Linked DNA regions of Anas platyrhynchos: region 1 is linked to region 2. The links are chromatin contacts, called in public Hi-C maps. All regions are on one chromosome and are shown on one strand. The core of a region is the stretch at or near the end of the contact, and the rest is flanking DNA. Distances in the headings are between cores, read along the strand shown.

What was found. A called contact is a pair of places that touch in the nucleus more often than the background predicts.
Region 1: a Hi-C map of skeletal muscle shows a contact between it and region 2, with 6 times the contacts expected there. The contact joins two enhancer-like sites. A contact is called at or near these places in 2 of 8 Hi-C or Micro-C datasets (skeletal muscle and small yellow follicle).

Annotation. Positions count from the first base shown.
Region 1 is chr1:36,486,232-36,492,899 of IASCAAS_PekinDuck_T2T, forward strand. No RefSeq gene overlaps it. Among named protein-coding and RNA genes, the nearest start is that of LLPH, 15 kb to the right of the region's middle. Within about 2 kb of position 2,995, at least 2 of the 8 cell types and tissues checked have an H3K27ac peak or open chromatin away from gene starts, as enhancers often do.
Region 2 is chr1:36,410,929-36,417,200 of IASCAAS_PekinDuck_T2T, forward strand. HMGA2 (high mobility group AT-hook 2) reads left to right here. Exons shown (of 6, transcript XR_005269011.2): 5 at 6,046-6,078. Among named protein-coding and RNA genes, the nearest start is that of LLPH, 90 kb to the right of the region's middle. Within about 2 kb of position 3,718, at least 2 of the 8 cell types and tissues checked have an H3K27ac peak or open chromatin away from gene starts, as enhancers often do.

The sequences.
Region 1 (6,668 bases), core at 1,745-4,244, 75 kb after region 2:
GTCAATTGAGAAGAAACATGAGGAATATGAATACCAGTTTTTTCCCTAAACCCTGAATGCCGATGGCTCCATCATGCTTTAATTCTCTACCCCTACACATGCCCTTCTCTGCAAACTTCCCGCATACTTTCACTTAATTTCAAAGTGCAGTTCCTCTCTGAAACAGCACTGTAAACATTTCATTGTGGGGTCCCACGTTTGACGTCTGTCAGTGATTTTCAAATCAAAACTGTTCAGTTAACAAGTTAAAAAACAGATTTGTTTTTGTTTATTTCTCAAAGCTCCAGTCTGCAGTATGAAAAACAAACTCGGCTCTTTCTGATTCACGTATCACTCACGATAAAGGCTGGCATTTGGGGAAGATCTCACTGGTGGAGGAAGAGCTGGATGAGGGTCTGGCTGCTTTGCCCTCCTGCTGCAGTCGCCACAGCTGAGAAGGGCAGGACTCGGAGAAGGCTGTGCCTCCTTGCTGCCAACTGCAGAGCTGTCCCTTTGCATGAGGTTATCATCTGTGGAGCTCTGCTGGCAAAGCAGTAGTTTCAGCACTTGCTAATCCACTTTTATGCAAAATCTACCAGGTTAACTGAGATGGTTTAAATTGATTTAGCCCTGCTGCTGTTGCCTAAAGTAGATTAGGAGATGCTTATACCATTTCTCCAGCCAGAAAGAGCTAGCTGAGAGCAGTCAGAGTACAGTAGACTTTTCGGCAAGCGTGGAGAGATCCAGAAATCATCACCCTACAGCTTTAGCCTTTGACGTGCCAGACTGAGACACCCAGCCGAATGGCCCTCCTCCACTTGTCTCCTCATTTGTATAACATCACTGCCTCATATCTCCAGTGAATATTCCAGACTGCAGTGACAGGAGCAGTTTTGGAGAAGAATCAGGACCCCAAATTTTGGATATGTGGACCATGGCCACCTGGTTAACAGAGCTATGCTGCAGAAGACCAATACTTCCTATCACAGCAATATCACTCTCAAATCTGCCCAACTCTCAGATGGTTGGCGTCCTGACTTTTCTGCAAGACAATCAATTACTCTGAGTGGAGAGAGGAAAGGCAGAAGAGAAATCACGGTGTGGAGGATATGGGAAATACTGGTAGAGAAAGAAGAGTCTCAGAGAAAGGCCTTCTGCGAGAGCATCACACTAGATTTTTGCTAATGGTGTCTGCAAGGCAATCAGGCTCATCTAAATCACTGTTCAGCCTCTCAAGCATTTGCTTATATGAGCTCGAACACATAGCTGTGTGTCTCACTGAATGAAGCCCCAACCCTGCAAGTATTTTGGGTGCAAGTCGTTATACAACAAAAAATGCATTCCCGAGCATTACAGGGTGAGGGCCTAGGATGGACTCAGCCTTGTGCTGAAGTACTTTGCTGAACCAGACAATAGCAGTATTACATTTCATTGCATTTGATAATAAGACATTGTGTAATGTGATGCAGAAATTAAAGATGAGAAAGGAACTGAAAGTTTACCTCTCTAATGAGGATTCATACTGCTAGTATTAAGGTAGATGCTTCCACCTAGTGACTTATAGCAGTAGCTTATAGATTTTTTCTTCAGGAAGCTGGATGGCAGTTGCAGCCGAAAATACAAGTATAGAAAAATATCATTCATGATCTGTAGTCAAGAAGAAATGTAGAAGCTTACTGTACAAAGGGAATCTATACATTCAGATTTCAGCAATACTCAGAACATCTTTTCTGCTGTCAATGCTAGCCCAGTGCACACACACCGATTTAACTCTGGATAGATGGCCACCGTAGTACCGTTTGTGTTCCTCATCCTCCTGCCCCTGCAAGCCAAAACACAGCAGAGCAGGAAGGATATTTCCTGGTGAGGGGAGGTGTTTCTTATATCCTGGCAATAGCGAGGTCACTAGAGCCGTGACTCCATCAAAGGTATTGCCAAACTATTCCTTTATTTTCTAAAACACAAGAGCTGAATTTTCTTGTATCCCTCAGCAGTACAAATGCACATGGTCTAGGTCTGGCTTGCCAGTGTGTTACCAGCCCAGTTCAGAGCCCAATGCTTTCTGCTCTGCTCCAGAAACCCTCAAACTCCTGAGACTTTACACACACCTGCATGTGCAAAAGTTACTGACTTGAACCCTTACAGCAACACTTCAGAAAAATAACAAGCTCCAAAAAATAGAAGTGCTTGTAAGCTTCAGTAAGATTGTAAGCTTTGTGCAGTAAGCTTCGGAACCCCAAATTTCAATAGAGATCATTAGGCTTTGATGTCTAATGATTCTTTACAGTAAACGGGGAGCAATAAGTAGCTCTGCGAGAGACAGAATCTGCTGCTGCTGAACAGACACCTGTCTGAAATCAATCTCTTCCACATCAAGATGTATTCTGAATCTTGTCCTTCCCCAGAACACTGAGGACTAACAAAAGACTTCAGCTCATCCAGAATCCACAATCCAGGTGGAGCTCTGAAGAGGGTTGGCTGCTCCTTATATCCTTCCTCCCCCCGAAATGCCATAGTCTTGCCTTTCAGGCATAGACAGCCCCATTAACGCAGTAGTTTCAAGGTTAGTGCTAAAGATAATCAGCTCTGATTAAACCGTCTGACATAAAGAATCTGAAGTTGGAGCAAATGAATGCTGCTCTGGTTTCCCAACTGTGCTTAAGGATGGGCTATCAGTTTGTACCAGAAACACAACTACAGCCATATAGATAGATAGATATGTCACAATCATTATGTAAGTGAACACAAGTACCCAACAGAGAAACACGGAAGGAGTTTTTGGGCAGCAAGTGGGTCCTTTTGCTTCACCGTATTGAAGTTAGGACTCCTATTTCTATACTTTTTCCCTTCCGTATTCCTGATTTCTATTGAATCTCCTTTTTCTTTGGCTCTGGCTTTACTCCCTGTGGTAATTAAGGACTGACCTGCAAGGCAGCAAGCAATCTATGCTGAGCAGATAAGTACAACCTTATCTTGAAGCTTGTAGTTTACCCCTTTGAAGTTAAACAAGTATCTATGTGTTTAGCTGACTCGGGACCTAAAATAGCAAATGCATGGCTTTGACAGCAGAATTGAACGACCTCTGCTCCCCTAGGCAAGAAATCGAGGGACAAAGGCAAAGAAACAGTTGAAAATTGCTGTGGAAAAAAAATTGGCTTGGTATACTCCCACCATTTTAATATATTCTTTTTCTCTTATTGTATAGCTGTAGTCATCACAATGTTTATGGTTTTGCTCATATGTTCTCTCTCATTTATGCTTTACTGAACTGACATATATATTAACATCTCACTTGTTAATAAACTCTGGTAGCTAAGTCACTGCTCTAGATCTTGTTGAAGTTGTAAATGAGGGAAGGTGCTTTATCATCTGGCAATTTCTCGCCTTTTCATGTAAATGAGTTCTTAATCTCAAAATTTAAAATTAAAACAGCAACAACCACCACCACCACCACAACAAAAACAACAAAAAAAGACAAAAACAAAACTTAGTAAAATTGTAGGTCAGGAGGATTCTTACTATTCATTTCAACTACAGCTGGGAAACATAGGGAACAGCCTTCTTCTATCAGCTGTGTAGGTAAACAAGGGCTTTGGTCATCACCTCCCCAACACCCCTAAAGTTCCTCACCTTTCGTGATCACAGCCCTCTAAGCTACTCAGCAAAGTAGGTGGGACTATGTCACTCACCCCATCAGAAGCAGGTTGGGTCACTGAGTTGACTCCTGGGGAAAAGGTGAAGCATTTCTTCAAAGCTCTTTTTCTCCTAGATTTATATGGTGCTCAAGTTTTATCTACAGTCAATGAACTCTCTGTATTTTGTTAAAGAAAAATATTTAAGTTAAAACTACTGTGTGAGTATGCACACATACATGCATTCACATGTGCACAGGCAAGCATACGTTAAGTTTTATTTTTTTTTACATGGTATAATCTCTAAAAACATCATATAATTTATTGAAGTGCAGAAGAGACCAATTTTCCCTTCTCTTATTCTGACAGTTTCTCTCTCGTCCCACATGGTTTATATGAATGATATTTATAACGGACTTGTTTTGATCTGATATAGCCCCAGTGAATTTACTGCTGTTTCTACCCCACTGTAACTGAAACTGACAAGAACCAGAAGAATCTGCAGTTTTATTTTGGGCTTTATAGGTTTTTCCCTCACTCCCTTTTCTCATGCCTGGATGGGGTCGGCAGCTAAATAAGACCTGTGCATTCTACAATGACAGATAGCAGTTAGGTTGCAGGATGAGATGAATTGCTCCTTTGATCAAAAATAGGGTCAATTTCCACCAGCTAATAATTGTTTTGTTAGGAAAAATACATAAAAAAGTGAACAACGGATTTTTTTGTTAACAAAAGAAAACAATCTTTCCCATGTAATTAATAGTTGTGGTGTTAACAAATAACATAGGCTGCACATAGTCAATAGGCTTACTATTTTAAATAGACTGCTGTATTTTCCAAGAAGTTATAGGATTTTGAAAAGAGATGAGCATTTCCTCTTTGTTGAGACAAACATATGTTTCTGTTCCTGTTAGGATTTCCTCCCTAGCATTACATATGAAAATGAAACGACTTGCCTAAGTGCTCTGAATGGCTCAGAGGAAAGATAAATAGGATTTAGATTTCATCCCGCTAAGGAGGAAAGCCATTCAGACACTCACTTGATAATTAAAGTTGTTATTTTAAGGTAAGCACTTGGTAGTTACAATCAAATATAAAATTGCTTTTAATGGTCTTGCTTTTGATCTTCTCAAAGGTATTTTTACATATTTGCTAATTGCAAACAAACACAATCCTATTTCACAAATAATTGCAACAGAACCAAAAAAGATTAACTGAAGGCTTATGTCCTGTGAGCAACGTGCTCCTTTTTATCAAGTTTTAAGTTATTACGAATTCGGCTTCACTGAAGTGCATGAATGAAACTGCAAGAAGCTGCGCTCCCAGTAATTCATGCTAGAATCTAAATGCAAGCTCTTTTTCAGAAAGTATCCACATTTATTAGCAATCACCAGATGGGATCCCAGTGTAACCTCAGGGAAGAAAACTAATGGCTTTCCCATCGAGTCATATTTGGATATGATCCAGTCACTGTTAACATATCCAAATTCATTAGTAGCCACTGAATCCAAACCCTGTTTAACGCAAAAAGATACTTGGGAAAGATCATTTTGGAAATTATTTAATTTCCTTCCACAGCAAATTCACATTACATCTAAAAGCAAATGAAAGCTCTGGGTCCTCTGTTTCTCATGAAACAATCTCTGAAGAGATCAGGGCAGACCAGGAGCTGCATTCGTTGGTTTATATCTGTGTGTTAGTGAGTTTTCTGACAGAAATAAGATCCTAAAATGTAGAGTTTGTAAATGAAAGAGGACATAATCTAAAAATGCTTTGTTTCAAACATATTTAGAAATTAGAATTACATTATTAAGAGTTTTGCAAAAGCTTTTTTTTTTTTTGCACATTTTATTTTAATTTTTTGTTCTTTACTGAATGATAGACTTCAGCTTTTCTGTTGTGTTTTGTTGTTGTTGTTTTCTTTTTATTGTTGCTGTTTTTTAAGCTTTGTTTCCAGGCAGAAACATCAGAATATCCATTAACTGAAAGTTGACAATTTAGTTACAAAATACATTTAATTTATTTGTATAAATTTTTACAAATCAAATCTAAATTAACATAAATTAACATTTATTAACATAAAAAATCTAAATTTTTTTCAAGTGTGAATCTATCTCTCCAAATTAAGCAACATTTATTTTCTTACAACCTAAATATTTTTTAGTTTTAAATGTTAGTCCATAAATTTTTTTCAACTGTAGCACTGTGTATTTGTTTTATAACTTACTGTTTAAAGAAACTTGGATATCCATGTCTTTATTAAAAAGTGATTCTTGAACTTTTAAAATGCTTTTATCTCTAATTTTGTATTGTCTTGTTTATATCTTACCCCTGAAACACATAAGATTTTATTTTTTTCTCAGCTTCAATGATAGCTGCAGGAATAGATGCATGTGTTGTAACACTGTTTGTTGGTGTATGAGCAAAAATTGATTTGTATGCATTCCTAAAAATAAAGCACTTTTTTGTGTGTGTGTGTGCTAAAACATACAAAACTTATTTTTTTCCCAGTTTAAAAACTAATTCTAACCTAATGCAAACAGTTATCCTTTTTGCTTTTTCTAGGGTTACTTTTAGAATTTTTAAAAATCCAATTAATTTTTAACCATGTAAAACTGCTGTTTTAAATTATTGCACATCATTACATTTGGACAATGAAAACAACACAGGCGTTTTTACTTGTCTCTGGTCAACTTCACTTTTTGGTTTCCCTGACACAATACCTTAGCTGAAATCACCACGTGGAGATTTTAAAATCCAAGGGAAAGAAGCGAATATAAAACAACTCTCTTTTCACTGAGTTTCTGAATTTTTCATTAAGGCATCTCAGTTGCTTGATAAGAACCTTACTTTTTAAGAACCTTACTTGGAAAAACAAAACACTCTATACCAGAAAGAAATTGATTCCTTTATGTTCATCTCTGGAGAAAAAAGGTATGTTTATGGGAAAAATAAATAAATAAAAATAAATAAAAACCTAGATTGGGGAAGCATTCACATCAAGGAGTAATTTTAGTGTATTTTTAGAGGATAACTGATTACCAGTAAAAATGTTAA
Region 2 (6,272 bases), core at 2,468-4,967:
ATTTAACCACGGCTACAAGGTCCATTCATAGAACCAGAGAATCACAGAATGGTTTGGGTTGGAAGGGACCTTAAAGCCCACCCAGCTCCACCCCCCTGCCATGGCAGGGACACCTCCCACCAGCCCAGGTTGCCCAAAGCCCCATCCAGCCTGGCCTTGAGCACCTCCAGGGATGGGGCACCCACAGCTGCTCTGGGCAGCCTGTGCCAGGGCCTCACCGCCCTCTGAGTGAAGAATTTCCTCCTAACATCTAACCTGAATCTCCTTGTTTTAGTTTAAAACCGTTCCCCCTCCTCCCATTTCATAAGCTGCACTACCCTAAGTATTTTATGGAAATATACCCAATATCAACTGAAAGATTATAAAAATTAATATAATCGAGAGCATTGAACTAACAACTACTGTACTTTGAATTTTGCTTATATCCTTGATAAACTCAACGAGGTATTGTGCTTGAACTAAGCTGTTCAGCTATCAGATGAAGAAAAATGACACTTTTCCTCTCCCTGTTCTAACCATTACATTTGTATTTCCAAGATCTCTAGTTGTGGTGGGAAGCCTGCCACTGAGGAAGGCTGGGTCAAAGCAACTGAAAAATAGTGGATTGTACTAGTGTAGAAGAAATGAGAATTTGATTTTTAATACATTTTTTTCACAGTTTTTTTACTCCCAGAACATAAAACCATTGCAAAAGTAGCAACCTTAAACTTGTAGTAGTGAAGGTAGCTTTCTGTATATAAAACATATGAAATCCTAACCCCGCTGTTATCAGTTGGTTGACTTCCATTGCATATATACCTACCTGACTGGATATAGATGCCAGTGCATGAATTTTCAAGCTACCAAAAGAGCAATTTGAAGCAATGTGTTTTGAATTTGCCAGGTAAAATATAAGATTTCAGTGCCAGCCAAATAGCTATTAAATGTCACTTTGTGTACTTGGAAAACTGTGATGCTTTCTGCTCTCCTCCACAAGTGGAGTAGAAGTGCTATTTACTTTGTCATCAGCTAAAGTTATTGGTGCAGCTCCTGAGATGTTGCAGGGTTTTCCAGCAGCAGTCAGGGGAGGTCAGTTTAATATGCTAATAAATATTTTTTGAATGACCTGACTTTGTATTTGGTATTAAAAACTCAGAGCAGCGCCAAATAGGATAGAAAATAAAGAATAAAAGTTCCACAGATTTTGCCAAAATTCTCCACAGATTACTATTAGCTTCATTTATGAGACTGCACAGAGGACTGTGAAATCTCCTTTGAACTCTTAGGGCCAGATGGTTTTGCTGTTACATCCTAATGACCCACAGCAGTGTGCATACACAGGCGCCCTGGTTGCCAGTTGACTGCAAACATGCGATGTGGGCAGGAGAATTCACAACCTGCCCTTCCAAAACACGAGCAGCTCCTGCTTGGGCGGAGAGGGAACCTCCCCTCGCTATTGATGCTGTGAAAAGCTTTTCTCCTCGCCCCTCTAAGGGAAGATCATTTCCAAAGCAAGCCGTGAGCATACCTGGATAGGAGCAGTGAATGGCAGGCTCGCTGCCCCACACAGCCTGTGGTGGAGTCCTGCTGGTGGCCGTGAAGCTGGAAATTGCTTTTGTTGAGAGGAGAGGAGGCTCTCACAGCCTCTGTGGGCCTCCAGTCCCAGCGTTGGAGCACTGCGTGCTCGAGGAGTGAGGGAAAGGCTGGACTCGAACCAATTAAAGCTGTAGGGCAGAACAGTAGTTATTACGCTGTCATATGGAACTGCTTGGAAGACATGATTTATTTTGGATTATATTGGTTTCAACTGGTATAATATGAACTTCCTGATTTTTCTAGGATATGTAGACAAAAAGTCTAAATATGGTTTTACTCATCTTTTAATTTAGAACTACAAGTGTTTGGGTGACCTATGAAATTATTTTAATGATCTCTGCGCAACACTGAGCTGTCAGCACTATAAATGTCATCCTAACTGGGTATTAGTTTCCATCACGGTCATTTAGCCTCACCAGCAGAGCTACCTCCATGCGAATGTCTTGTCTGTGTCAAGCTGTGGGAATAAAATAGAGAGTCACTGTTGCCAAGAAGCATCAGTCAAACATCTTCATAATACCCCATTTAAAGAGGAAGACGCAGACACAAAACCTAGGAGCACCGTGACTGTGCGGCGTGTCCTTGGAGCTTCAGGCACAGCAGTGGGTGAATGATTTGCATGCAGGCCAGTGCTTTTAGCTCCGATCGTTAAAAATGTGTTCCAGCGTCGCTCGTCCTGGTTGACATAGACTTACCCGTAGCCATCCTTATTTTTATAGGGCTACGAAAAGTCAAAGGGTAAGAAGAAGCACTTTAGAGAAGGGGAGGTGTGACAAATTGAATTTGATACAACTTCTGGCTGCTGGTACAAGATGAATATGGACTCGTCACATGAGGCGGCTCTTTTGTTCTCGTGTAGGAAGCAGAGAAATTGTTTGACCGGTGTCTGTATTTACCAACAGAGAGAAAAGTTATCTGATGATACAGGTTTTGGCAGAGGCAAGGAGTGCCTGAACAAGGTTTTGTCTGCAAGGACACATCTAGGATATTGACAAAGGGTAAAGTGACAGAATTTGAAAATAAATAGAGGGGTGAGGTGGCAGAGGAACGGTGAAAGATGTGTGCTGTAGAAGATAAACAGTTGGGCTTTGAACTTCCAAACCTTACAGCCAAAGATAAAACCACCAAAAGGTTTGTGTACATTGCTCTCTACGTGGTTAATTTTTTTCTCTTCAAAGTTAGAGATCTTATCACAAAGTTTTAAATTACAGTATTTTGTCTTAGCTCGTGTAGACATAGTAGTTTAAACATGCACTCTGCTGTATTTTGGATTTGTTCTCGTACGGTAGGCTTTTAAATGACGTGGTCATAGAATTTTTCCAACACTGTCACTTGGTCTTTCTGCCTCAAAACAGATTTAAGAAAGCTGCTTGAGACTGTCCTGCGCTTGTATTTGACATAAACCAGTAAAGTTTGATTTCGGGTACCCAGAATTTCAGCTGATACAGTTTCAGTGTAAAATAGTTGGTTTTCCAACTTGGGATAAAAGCAAAATGTGAAAGTTGTGTGTTTCACACAGCTCCCCTTACGTGCGATCACTTAGGTAAGCAAGGCAGCCTCTGGCAGAGCAGGAGGGCTGCCATCTTACTCTGCAGTCTCCTGGAGGGATATATAATAGTTCAGAGCTCCCCTGTCTCACGTACAACTTCATTTTGCTCCGAGGCATCTCTTTAAAGTCTCTTGTCCTTGTCTTTTTTGTGGTTCCAATCTTTTCCGTAACCAAGACGGATTCCCTTTCTTCCCAACTAGTCAAACACGCATTTGCAAGAGCCTTTCAGCTCAGAGGTGTCTCTGAAAAGCTCTCTTAACTCTCTTTGTGAACACAGGACTCAGTGAGTAGACGCATTTGTATCCACAGTGTGTCCAGCAGTTCCCAAAGACGTCGCGTCCACAACGGTTATAGAAATCAAGGGGGTGCTTAGGAGACTTTTCATTATTCCTGTCCGCCTCAGTTCTCCTGCTTTGGGCTGCCCCAAGGGCCGTGGTCCCTGAGTGAGCAGACGCAGGGATCCTGGCAGGATTGGACCTTGCTGGTTTTACCCAGGGAGTGTTTGTCTGGTTGCATCACCAGCGGGGCGAGCGGTGCCCCTGGGTGCCAGCCCTTGCCGTGCTTCAGCCCGCACAGGCCGCAGCCCTGAGCTTGGCAGGCGTGGGCACGGCTCCCAGTGTGTCGGTGCTGCGTGCCGCGAGCGCCGGCCAAGGGGCTGAGCCCTGCTTTTCGTCCCGCGTAGCTCCGCTTCTTCCATCTAAGGGAGAAAGCACAACATGCGCTGTTCCCTGCTGGAAACCTCGCTGGCAGCAAGCAGACGCTGCCAGGGAGCTCTTGACATGAAGCACTGAGATAGCAAAGATCTCGAATGACTGAGATTCCTGCGAGCTTTGGTCAGTATCACAGGCAGTTTCCAACTGGGCAAAGTACAATATTTTCCCTCTGCTTTTTATGAATGGCTGTATAGTATTGTGCTCGAGTCAGAGTCCCCTGCAAAAGCCATTCATAAAAATAAAAACAAAACAAAACAAACACACACAAAAACTTTCTAGGTCCAGTCTGGAGCCACTGGGTGCCAGAGGCTGGGAAAACACACTGGCAGCCCGAGCCCCAGCTATCACTGAAAGTATTCAAGGGGCTTTCTGGTGGTCTGAAAAGTATGAAGTGCTGTGTAGAAGGGCAGCTGGTAGAATTACTTTGACACATACTAGGCAGAAAGCCAGGGCTGGCCTTGTTTCAGACATTGTCTTTCCTCTCATTGAAGTGTCAGGACCTAATTCATGGAAAATTTGGTGAGTTGGCAGCCCTTTCAGAAGATTTCATTGAGCTACAGTGTGTGAGAGTCACATGAATGCAGAGCACACAGCCAAAAATATATGGGGATTTCTGAACAGGAGAAAACAGTCAGCCGCTAAGAATGTCTACAGATTTCATGTGGCTTGGGAGTAAACACGTGCACAGGTGTAATCAGCAGGCAAGAAAAAGAAAATAAAGTGGAAAAGCACTTCAGATTACCGAGGAGCTCAATGAACTCTGTAATTACGAGGGATTCCTATGAAACAAATAATTCCTTTGTCCAAGGGCAGCAAATGTCCCGTAATCAGTTCAGGGCTTGCAGTCCACCTGGAGAAGGCATCAATAAAATGTGTGCTTGGGTAATCGCTTCTCCATTGCGAGGGAGTTTAATGGAAAAGAAAAGGATCCACCCTGAAGTTTAAAGACGGACCCAGTCATCGCTTTTTTTTCCCTCTCATATTTATTCGAGAGCAGAACTTGGAGCCTGAGGCAGAGATACAAAAAATAAAACAGCAATAGGATTCCGCTGAATTAGAAAAAATGACTGAAAATAAACAAAGCATCTCTTGTTAAAATGGGACGCTTGTGGTGGGCAGTCTGAATTGAATCAGTTACATTTAATTTACATTTTCATTGATCCTTCCCACTGAAATATTGCTCTGAAAGGCCAGTTACACTAAACTGTTTATTCAGAAATATTCCAGTTATTTCCTACTATACTGTCATGAAAATTAGGGTTTTGGCTATCCAGAGGGACGGCATGTTGGCTTCTGCCCAAGTGAGGCACTAAAATCACGGCTGGGATTAGGAACAGGCAGGAAGGAAGGGCAGGAAGAAAATCATTGGGTGCGATTCATGTACTTTGAAAACAGAAAATCCTGGGGGGCAGAGAGGGGGAAGGCAGGCAGCTTTTCCCCACTGGAGTAAGAAAAGCCCTTTTGTGCTCACGGTGTCAGGATTTCATCCTTTATCTGTGGCCTTATTGTTCGTGCTGCTCCTAGCACCCACAGGGGTCACATCAGCAGAGCAGCCGTGGTGTATTTTAAGCGTGCAGGCGTTAGTTCCTTAACTGATCCTCCTCCTCCTCCCCGGGGCTTGGATGCAGGGCCCCGGCACCTCAGTGGCTTTCCTGACTCTCCTGAGGACCATATTTCCTGCTCCTGGGTAGGGGCAGCCAGAAAAAGATTGCTGCTGAGGTCCCTGTGGCTGTGCCACCAGGTTGTGGGCAAGCAGGTGGACACAGCCCCCATCTCTCCTTGGCCACGCACCCAAGCAGCCTGGTGATGGGCATCCCCAAAATCACATCCAGTGCTTTCATTCAGCTACAGCTTCCAAAACAGAGCACCCAGGGAGCAGAGGTGCTGCCCACCCCAGCCTGATGGCTTCAGCAGGGATGGCTGTGGTTGGGTGGGAAGCCCTGGCTCAGGAACATGTCCCTCACCTCTCACCTCTCTGCCTGAGCCTCATAGCCAGCAGGGAGGGCTTCCCCACAGCTCATGGCCAAAAGAGTGGGGGAAAAGAGTAATCAGCATCCATGGAAATAACAAGCTCTCCATTTCTGATTGTGGGTTTTGCCTGTGTTTTTATTTCTTATGCTGAAACTATTTTTCCCAGCACCTGTGAAATGACTGCTAAGTGACCTCAGTAAATTTTGCTTCTCACCAAGCTTTTGTTTCATTTTTCAGCCTCAACAAGTGGTTCAAAAGAAGCCTGCTCAGGTAAGAAAAAATGCTTTAAATTCCTTACTCTATCTTAAATTGAATACGTCTTCAGTATTTAAACTGGTAAAGAGTGAGGGGAAATGCATCAATAATATGAAATGGAGGATAGCTGCTGGCTTGTTTGGCACAGCCACCCAGACAATTCACGTGGTGGCCCTCAGGAAGGAGAGGAAGCAGCAGTGGAACTGCTT